Linked DNA regions of Gossypium hirsutum: all the other regions are linked to region 3. A link is a contact called in public Hi-C data. All regions are on one chromosome and are shown on one strand. The core of a region is the stretch at or near the end of the contact, and the rest is flanking DNA. Distances in the headings are between cores, read along the strand shown.

Evidence for each region. Hi-C and Micro-C count contacts between places; a contact is called where the count stands out from the background.
Region 1: a contact with region 3 is called in a Hi-C map of leaf, with 4 times the contacts expected there. The contact joins the promoter of LOC107896718 here to the promoter of LOC107896715 in region 3. A contact is called at or near these places in 6 of 34 Hi-C or Micro-C datasets (callus, hypocotyl and leaf).
Region 2: a contact with region 3 is called in a Hi-C map of leaf, with 2.5 times the contacts expected there. The contact joins the promoter of LOC107920157 here to the promoter of LOC107896715 in region 3. A contact is called at or near these places in 4 of 34 Hi-C or Micro-C datasets (callus and leaf).

The regions. Positions count from the first base shown.
Region 1 is chrA10:94,681,108-94,684,462 of Gossypium_hirsutum_v2.1, forward strand. It overlaps LOC107896718, which reads right to left and starts at 2,043. Exons shown (of 8, transcript XM_041079053.1): 1 at 1,672-2,043; 2 at 832-1,017; 3 at 422-570; 4 at 167-216; 5 at 1-49. The coding sequence starts at 484.
Region 2 is chrA10:94,283,778-94,286,759 of Gossypium_hirsutum_v2.1, forward strand. LOC107920157 (E3 ubiquitin-protein ligase Topors) reads left to right here and starts at 1,629. Exons shown (of 5, transcript XM_016849697.2): 1 at 1,629-2,218; 2 at 2,330-2,467; 3 at 2,541-2,598; 4 at 2,751-2,982. The coding sequence starts at 1,866.
Region 3 is chrA10:94,473,075-94,476,142 of Gossypium_hirsutum_v2.1, forward strand. LOC107896715 (GTP-binding protein OBGC, chloroplastic) reads left to right here and starts at 1,770. Exons shown (of 7, transcript XR_005903479.1): 1 at 1,770-2,851.

The sequences.
Region 1 (3,355 bases), core at 793-3,292, 210 kb after region 3:
TTTAGACAGAAAGTCTCTGAATCCCGAACTGTGAATTTCAACATACCCCCTACACCACATAAAAAAGAAATGAAACAAATTAAAATCAAATTGCTTTACACTAAAACTAGCAGATTATATTAGAGCATTGTTTTCTTAAAAATATGTATAAATTAAAATGACTAACTTCTTAGCAGAATCAGCAGCCTTAGTGAATAGCCTGACCATATTTGTGTGCTGAATAAAAGAAAATTGAGAGCTTCAGCACAATTGAACACAACGAAATTGCAAACATTACTATTATAATCCTCATACATGCATTTGACTATCCACATTCTGCACTTTCTCTATACAGAATCAAACACTTTAACCCAATCAATATTCGATAAAACAAAATAAAAAATTTGTGATACTGAGATTTACATGCTCATTACATTCGTACCTTTAAATGCTTTATTGGCTTGGTTTTTGATTTCTTCAGCTCGTGAGAGGTTAGACCCTTCATTTTCCATACCGGGCATAACCTTTTTATCAACTTGTTTAAATCAAGTTAAAATGCTAGTGAAAAGCTTATTTTCTTCTCACAAACGTCTGCATCATCCACAACATTAAACAAACAACACATTAGCAAGACGACAATGCTTGATGCAGAAATTTCAAATCTAAAATATCATCAAAATTTTAATTAAAAAAGTAACATGCACATACAACTGGAAAAAAAAAAGCTAATACAACTTAAAGAAATTATTCATATCTTCTATACTAGGATATTCAAAATTTCATATTCAAAGACAGAAATTTCAAGCATAAGCGAACAATCAAAAGCAAAATAGAAATAAAAGTTGGGAATACCTTCAGGGATTGTGAGAAGAGGCTGAGAAGAGCAATCGCAAAGGCAAGGTGGGCAAGTGTTGGAAGTGTGGCTGAAGGCTAATAATCCTTCCATGAAATGCCAATACAGAGGTGGACCCACTATGTAGCCGAATAAACAGAGGCCCAATAGACACAACCCCACTTTCAATGCCGTCGTCTGGTTCACTGCCATCTCTTCTATCTCAGAGTCTAACTGGAAACCAAATCAAGACTAAAGCAATTTGATGCAGTAATTGGCAAAATGTCAAATCCTAACCATGCATTTTTGATTCAATACAAAATGATAATATCAAGCGAGGGAAAGGAGAGCAAAGACGTGAATAGCATCTACAAAAGATGAACTAAACTATTAGTCGCCTTACTGAGACCATAGTGTTAACTAGGGTTGTAAATGAATAACGCGTTTGATTAACAGTTCACTTATGTTCATTTATAACTTAAATCGCATAATTATCGAAACTTATAACATAAAAGAGATCAAACCTTAACTAAATCAAACAAACTAATCGAAGGAACAAGCAATTAAAAACGCCATTGAAATTAATAAGAACTGCAAATCAATTCCTGAAACTAACGCACCAAAGATAAAAAAAAATTAAAAATAAAGAGAAATCCATAATAATTTTATATACGTACACGAAATTGAAGACGAAGATAAACAAGAAATTAAATAATTTATATTAGAATAAAAAGAATTAAGATTTGAATATAGATTTAAAAATTTATTTTTCAAAAGGAAATAAAATGAAAAAAAGGGAAGAGCGTACGGATTTGCAGTGTAGAGAATCAGCGAGGGCAAAATCCCGAATAGCCACTCACCAAATCCTCATCATCTTTCTTCTTTTGGTCCTCAGCCGTACAGATCTTGGGAGGATCCGAAGCAGCTGCAGGACAGCTTCAACATATGAGATCGAAAGACATGATTCCCTTCCCCCCCCCGATAGAAACAAAAGGAAGAGGCTAGGGTTTTAATTGAATATTGAAAAGGAAATTGGAATAGTCAAATTGCACACCACGTCTCTTCCGTTGGTTGAGATTAAAGGTGGATAGGCATGAAATTTTCAAGAGAGAAAATTTATGAGAAGGGGATTTTGATTGGTGAAACCAAAGGGAATAGAATCAGGGTTTTTAGCAACGCAAAATTGGGGATATAGGGGAAGGGGTGAAAATAAAACGACGCGGATTAGATGGAAAGTGTATCTCAACTTTTTGCGGCGTTTTTATAAGAAATGCTACTATAACTCAATTTTTTGCGGCGTTTTTTTGGAAAAAACGCCACATTGCTCAATTTTATTTTTTTCATTTTAATATATTTTTTTCTATTTTTTTCTTTTAAAATTTTTGTGTTGAGATTATCATTTTTTGGAATTTTTATTTTTTTAAATTTTGAATATTGATCTTTTTAACTGAAATATGGACTAAAATCTTAAATATTAAAATTTTAAGTTTTTAAGTTTTTAATTTTTAATTTTTCAATTTTTTTGAAGATTTTTATCATTTTTAAATTAACATGTAAAATACAAAATGAAACTTTAATAGAAATAAAATGGAATCGATGAATTAAAAAAAATACAAAATGACAAAGCAATACAAGTATTATTCTTTTAAGTATAAATACATCAATATATTTTTATATTGAATATATAAATATAAAATGATGTTATATCAATAATTGTGTTAATAATTTACAAGAACTAGATCAAATTAAAGTTCATGCATGTATATAATTGCACACTAAACCATTGTTCATGTATGCTTTTGGGATTTTACCCATTTTGATATATTTTTAAAAAAATAATAATTTATATTTATCTTATTTAGATTTATATTATAAAAAAATCCAAGATACACAAGTAGTTCACCATATTTACCTCTAAACACTAAAAATTAAATCTCAAATCCTAGACCATGAACCCTAAATCCTAGACCATGAACATATATATACTTAATATCCATATGAAATTTATTTTTTAGATTTTAGGGTTTGGGATTTACGATCTATAGTTTATGGGTTTAGAGGTTAGTTTTAAGGCTTGGGGTTTAGTGGTTGGAGTTTTAAGAGTTTATGATTTGAGATTTAGGGTTTGGTGTTTAAAGAGTTATTGATCAGTGTTTATATTTTTAGGGGTTTATGATTAGAGATTTAGGGTCTGAGGGTTAAAAGGTTGTTGATTTAAGGGGTTAGCGGTTAGGGTTTAGAAAAAGCCATAACATTGATTTTAACAGCTTCGTAACTTAATTAAATGAGAACTTCTAACTAAATAGTTTAGTTATCAAAGTGTAACTTTTCATAATTAAGTAACTAAAATGAAATTAACTTTCCCATAGCTAAGTGAAATGGTGTAGTTAATTTATATTATTTATAAAGTCAGTTTTAGATATGATCAAAAGAAAATCGAATTCAAAATAAAAATAAGACCTTATTTAATTTGTTATAATTTGGTCCTATCAAAAATAGATAATTACCTATCCATATCAATCTGTTACTTTTATTTATTTATTT
Region 2 (2,982 bases), core at 379-2,878, 190 kb before region 3:
CAATGGAATTTCATCATGCAACATCAAAAACTTAATCTGTTAGATTTCATTATAGCATAGGAAGAAGAGAACTTGTATCTTGCTTCATTAAAATAGGATTCTTTTGTATCTTGCTTCATTAAAATAGGATTCTTTTGGGCTATCTTAATAAAATTTTAACATTGGAATTTTGTTAAAGGTTTCCTGATGAAGGGAGAAGAGATAAAAAGAAAGGGAGAAGAAGATATTGAAAATAAACAAATAAAAAGAGAATAAAAGAAAAAGAATGAAATTTGTTTTAGTTGTATAATTTGACAAAAGAATTTGTATGAATAGATTGCATTAATGTGCCACATTAACTTCTTGTTACACTTTTTAACGAGATTTAACAGTTGAGTGATCATAACGTAATAAATAATCTTAATGATTATATTATAATTATTTAAAATATGACTTGAGCAAATTACCTTAAATATCTAGAATAACACATTAGATAACAAGTGTTTATTTGAGATTGACCTAAAATGATATATATTTTAAAATTTAATCAGTAAACATTTTGGGCTATTTGAATCCAAAATGTATATATATGATAATAAAAAATAGGTTTAAATCATAAAATGGTACTTAAACTATTTTTTTTTTCAAGTTTCTATTTAAACTTTTTTTTTTGGTCGACTGATACCTAAACTATACCACAAAATGGTACCTAAACTATATCTTTTTTTCAAGTTGGTATTTCAACTTTTTTTTTGGACAAGTGATACCTAAATTATACCACAAAATGGTACCTAAACTATAAATCTTTTTCCTAGGTTTAGCTAAACATTTTTTTTTGGTTACAAGTGATACATAAAGTATACTCCAATACCCAAAGTAGTACTTAAATTATACTCAATTATCCAAATTATTTCAGTAGTTAAAAAAACCCTCTTAGCCAATTATTTTGTGACACATGGTACTACAAAGTTCCCAAAAAAGTTAATTATTATTTCCAAAATTTGTAAACATATTTATCTCTTTTGTTCTTCACTGAAGAAATCTGATTTTGAAAAAAAATCAAGAACTCATCGCAAAACTCATTGAAACGTAGTTGATGACAAAACCCAGATTTCAGTGAGTTTCTTCTCCATTTTTAAACCTCAATCAAAACTTGTCTATTATTTTTCTTAAAAATAATTTTTTTTGTTTTTTTCTATATATTTTGTATAAAATAGTTAATGCTATATGAATCTCTATAATGAAAAAAATTCAGATAAAGAGTGAAAACCTAATATTGGGCAGAAACTGGGTAGAAAAAAATTAAAAGGGAAAAAAAGAATTTTAGGGAGAGATTACAAGGAATTGAAATTTTTTAATTTAATTCAATTTAATATTTTTATAATTTAATTTAATTATATTCTTTGAATTTTATTTTAATATAAAGTATCACGTGTCACAAAATGATTGGTTAAAATATTTTTGTTTAACAATTGAGTAATTTGGGTAATGAAGTATAATTTAGGCATCATGTTGGGTAAGGAAGTATAGTTTAAGTAGCACTTGTGATCATAAAAATGTTTATGTACCAACTTAAGAAAAATGTATAGTTTAAGTATTATTTCGGATAACGAACTATAATTTAGGTACCACTTATGATAAAACAAAGTTTAGTGAGAAAAAAAAGAGAGTAAAGAATCATATTATGATTTAAGCCTAAAAGATGATATAGGCACCAAATTGAATTCTAAAGCTAATGTGAGGTGACAATATTGTATTATCCCTATATATTTTTTGGAGTTTCGTTTGATATCTATTATCGACTCACGACGGCAACACCGCCTTTCAGCGACAACATAAAAATTCGTGATCTAAAGACCAACTTCTTTTCTCTTCTCTTTCCTCAAATGGATTCACCCTCGTCTTCACCGAAACCATTGGGGAAATCGGACATCCAGAGATTCATACGAAGAGTAATTTGTCCGGCCATCGTCGACGAAACATGTCCCATATGCTTGAGAACCATCGACATTCCTGGAGCGGCAGTTCTCACCGTTTGTTTCCACGCTTACTGCTTGGACTGCATCCGCAAGTGGAGCGATTTGAAGAGGAATTGCCCTCTCTGCAATTCCACCTTCGATTCTTGGTTCTACAAAATCGATCTCTCCTCTCTAAGATACCTCAAACAGCAGTTACCTGCTATCTCTGACTGCAAATCGGCTATTCCACGACCTCGGTTCACCGTATCTGATCGTCGACGGTGAATTTTCTTTTTTGATTAACGATTATCTGAGTCTTTAACTGTAAGTCGAATAAAAGAATTGATTGTTTAGGTTATTCCTTTTTTTTTTCTTTTTAATTATTTGGTTAGGATCATCGAAAGGACCAGAAGAGAAATAAACGATGTTAACCGGAGAACGAGACCGTTGCCTTGGCGGCGATCTTTTGGGCGACCTGGGACTGTGTCGCCTCTTGTTATCGCCGAAAGGAAGCTTCAATGGCGTGCCAGGTACCTTATGAAGACCCAATTTAGTTATATTTGCTTAATTCTAAGATTTTGGCTGATAGGGTTTCTCTTGCAGTGTGTATAACCGACGGCTGCAAGCTGTGCCTATATATCATGGTAATGGTTTTCAGCAGGTAGGTTTACCTGGTTTAGTTCTTTGAAGGTTTGCATTTTTTTTTTCCATATATTTGAAATGTGACGAATATGGATGACATAAATCAGTGGATTTGATTAGCAAGGAAGGGTTATTTTGCATCATTTTGATGCTTTCTCTCTTTGCTTTCAGAATGTTCCTAGGATTAGGAATGATTTTGAGAAAGAGAAACTACTGCAAAGAATAGAACCATGGATTCAAAGGGAGCTTGAGGCTATCCTTGGAGATCCAGATCCATCAATCATTCTTCATGTTGTGTCCTCGCTTCTCTTCTCTAGACATGAAGGAAAGCATGATGACTCTTCCGCCTCTTCGACACAGCTCAGTTTTGTCAATGACAACTTTCTTGCTTCTTTGGAACCTT
Region 3 (3,068 bases), core at 520-3,019:
GAGTACATTGCAGCTATTGCTACTGTCAATCAAGCTATTTGGCTAAGAAAGCTCTTATGTGATCTAAATGAGAGCCAAAAAGAAGCTACTGAAATTAAAGTTGACAGTTAGTCAGCTGTTGCCATAGCAAAAAACCCTGTGTTTCATGGCAAAACAAAGCACTTTAAGATTAAATATCATTTTGTTAGAGAGGCTGAATAATCAAAGGAAGTTAATTTGATTCATTGCAGCTCTGAAAATCAATTTGCTGATATATTAACTAAGATTCTTAGTACTTCAAAGTTTGACAAGTTAAGAAGGAATATTGGTGTTTGTTGCATACAGTCTAATGAGGAGTGTTGAACTTTGGCCTGCAATGCAACAACAAAGAAGTTTTGAAGCTTAAATAGTGCAGTAGCTATGTTTTGTTTAATATGTAACTAGCTTAGTTCTTTTGTAATTTTTCTATTTGAATCAATAAGATTAGTTTACTGATTTGAATGATATTCAAGTGATGTTTTGGCTGATAAGTCAGCTTTACTTTGTGTGCAAGATGAGCTATATATTTTGTCAATGTAATTAATGGAAGTAGTTATACATTAGGTAACTACTTTGTAACTCATATATTTGACTTAATGAAATCAATAATGCAAATCAGTTTTTTTTTATCATTTTTGCATTCGTTTCTCTTTGCTTCATTTCTCCTTTGTTTTAGTCCAAATCCCAACATTTCTCTAGATAAGTTGTGGCCAAAGCAGGTGAGTTCTTTGCTTCGGCAGGGAACTTGAGACAACGACTTTTACCCCTAAATGATTTGAGTCAAATGGGACAAGGAAGGGTGAATGGGAGAGAGGGTCCTATACACACTTACCATCGATTACCAGTGTAGAAGCCAAATTGTGGACTCTTCGAGATGGCCTAACAATAACTTCTCAAAAAAGCATTAATTGGCTAGAAATTGAAGAAGACGCTGAAATTGAGGTGAATTTTATCAACACTAACAATAGGATGATTGCTGTGTAAATTTATGATCACAGATCACTAATGCTTAATTTTGAACAAGCCTCACTCAAGCATATCTATCGTGAAGGAAATCAATGCACATATAAGGAGCAATTTTCAAGCCTTGGTGATTTTACTTGAATGAACTTTTGTGCATTTGAAGGTTGATGCCTACGACATCCTTTTATATTGAACCAAACTTTCAGTTAATTTTAATGTAAATGTTTATTTTTAGACCAATATATATATATTTCGCCTTCATTTATAATCTAATACATTGTGTAATATTTATATGGGGTATACAATTAATTTATTATTGATATATATTTCAAATATATGATATATAATATTTTATTTTGAAATGATTATATTTTAATGTTTAGAATATAGTTTATATATTCACATTAATTTTCACAAATACTTCATTTTAATTGTTCTATATTTTATATATCAAAATATTAATAATGAATTTTTTTTATTGGAATATCATAATTTTAATATTTAAATTCAAGTAATATTCAAATTTAAGTTTTTTCTTTACAATTTATGGAAAATGTTAAAAGCACAAAATTTTAAGTTTTGTTATGAAGTAATATATACTTAAAAAAATAATTAGCAATTTTTGTATATTAATTTGGTGAAGTGAAATAAATAAGTCCAAAAAACATGGTTGAACTTAAGAATTGGGCCTTAACTCAAAAATCCAGAAGCCCGGGATTGAAAGGGAAATCAGGGACACGTGGCGGATAAGCCATTCCTTATCCAATTCTTAAACCCTCTTGAAAACCTCTCGGAATTTAGGCGTTAACTTACTTGTACAGTAAAAAATGGCTTCCATTACCATATCCGCCAGCTTCTTTTCTCGTCCTCAACTTCAAGCTCAAGCTCGATCCCGAACTCAAAAACCCTCTCCTAAAAGAAACCCTAACCCCAAATTCAAACCCAAAAAACTTAATAATAAATTCAAGTCTCTTTCTTTGTCTTCACCTCCGCCTTCTTCTTCTTCTTCTTCTTCTTTGGGTGCCCAAGCCACCACTTACACTCGCCTTCCTCCCAAGGAAGATTTCAATTTCGAGTTCGAAGTTCCCTCTTCGGACGAATCTGATGAAATCAAGCTTTCTGATTCCGATGTCGCGAAATTCGCCTTCCACAATGATTCCTCTGAAGCCGAAGCTGAAATGCTAGACACCGATGACGATGATAATGAACAACAAGAAGAAGAAAATGAAAGTTTGGGCTTTCAGGACGAAACCTTCGATGGAAAAATCGTAGATTTTTACAATGGTGATGGAAGTTCGGATTTTGAGGAAGAAGGGGAAGAGGAGGTTTATTATTACGATTCCGATGGCAAGCTCATAAATTTACCAGAAGAGTTTGATGATTTGGGACTGGAATTGAAGGAGAAAGGGGTACCGGCTGTTATGCGATGCTTCGACCGAGCCAAAATTTACGTGAAAGCAGGGGATGGCGGGAATGGAGTGGTTGCATTTCGGCGCGAAAAGTACGTGCCGTTAGGGGGACCGTCGGGAGGCGACGGAGGGAGAGGAGGGAACGTGTATTTGGAAGTTGACGGAGCGATGAATTCGCTGTTACCGTTTCGGAATTGTGTGCATTACAGGGCGGGGAGAGGGGCACACGGGCAAGGGAGGATGATGTGTGGGAGGAAAGGGGAGGATGTGGTGGTGAAAGTGGCGCCGGGGACGGTGGTCAGAGAGGCCGGGAACGATGAAGTGTTGCTGGAGCTGTTGTATCCGGGGCAAAGAGCGTTGTTGTTGCCTGGTGGAAGAGGTGGCAGAGGGAATGCGTCGTTTAAGTCCGGCAACAATAAGGTGCCTAAGATTGCTGAGAATGGAGAAGAGGGTCCTGAAATGTGAGTTTCCCTTTTCTCTTTCGCTCCTAAGTTATTCGGATTTGGTCCCAGAAAATTTCAAATTAGTATATATATATATATATTTATCTTGTCTGCCGAATTTGAATATCCTAACACTTGACTTGAGCCACCTGCAAGTTAATAGAGTTTTTTTTAACAGTATAGATTCTATTCATAGTCTAACAATCGAGCATGAGAATTGAACTCTTTTATTAGG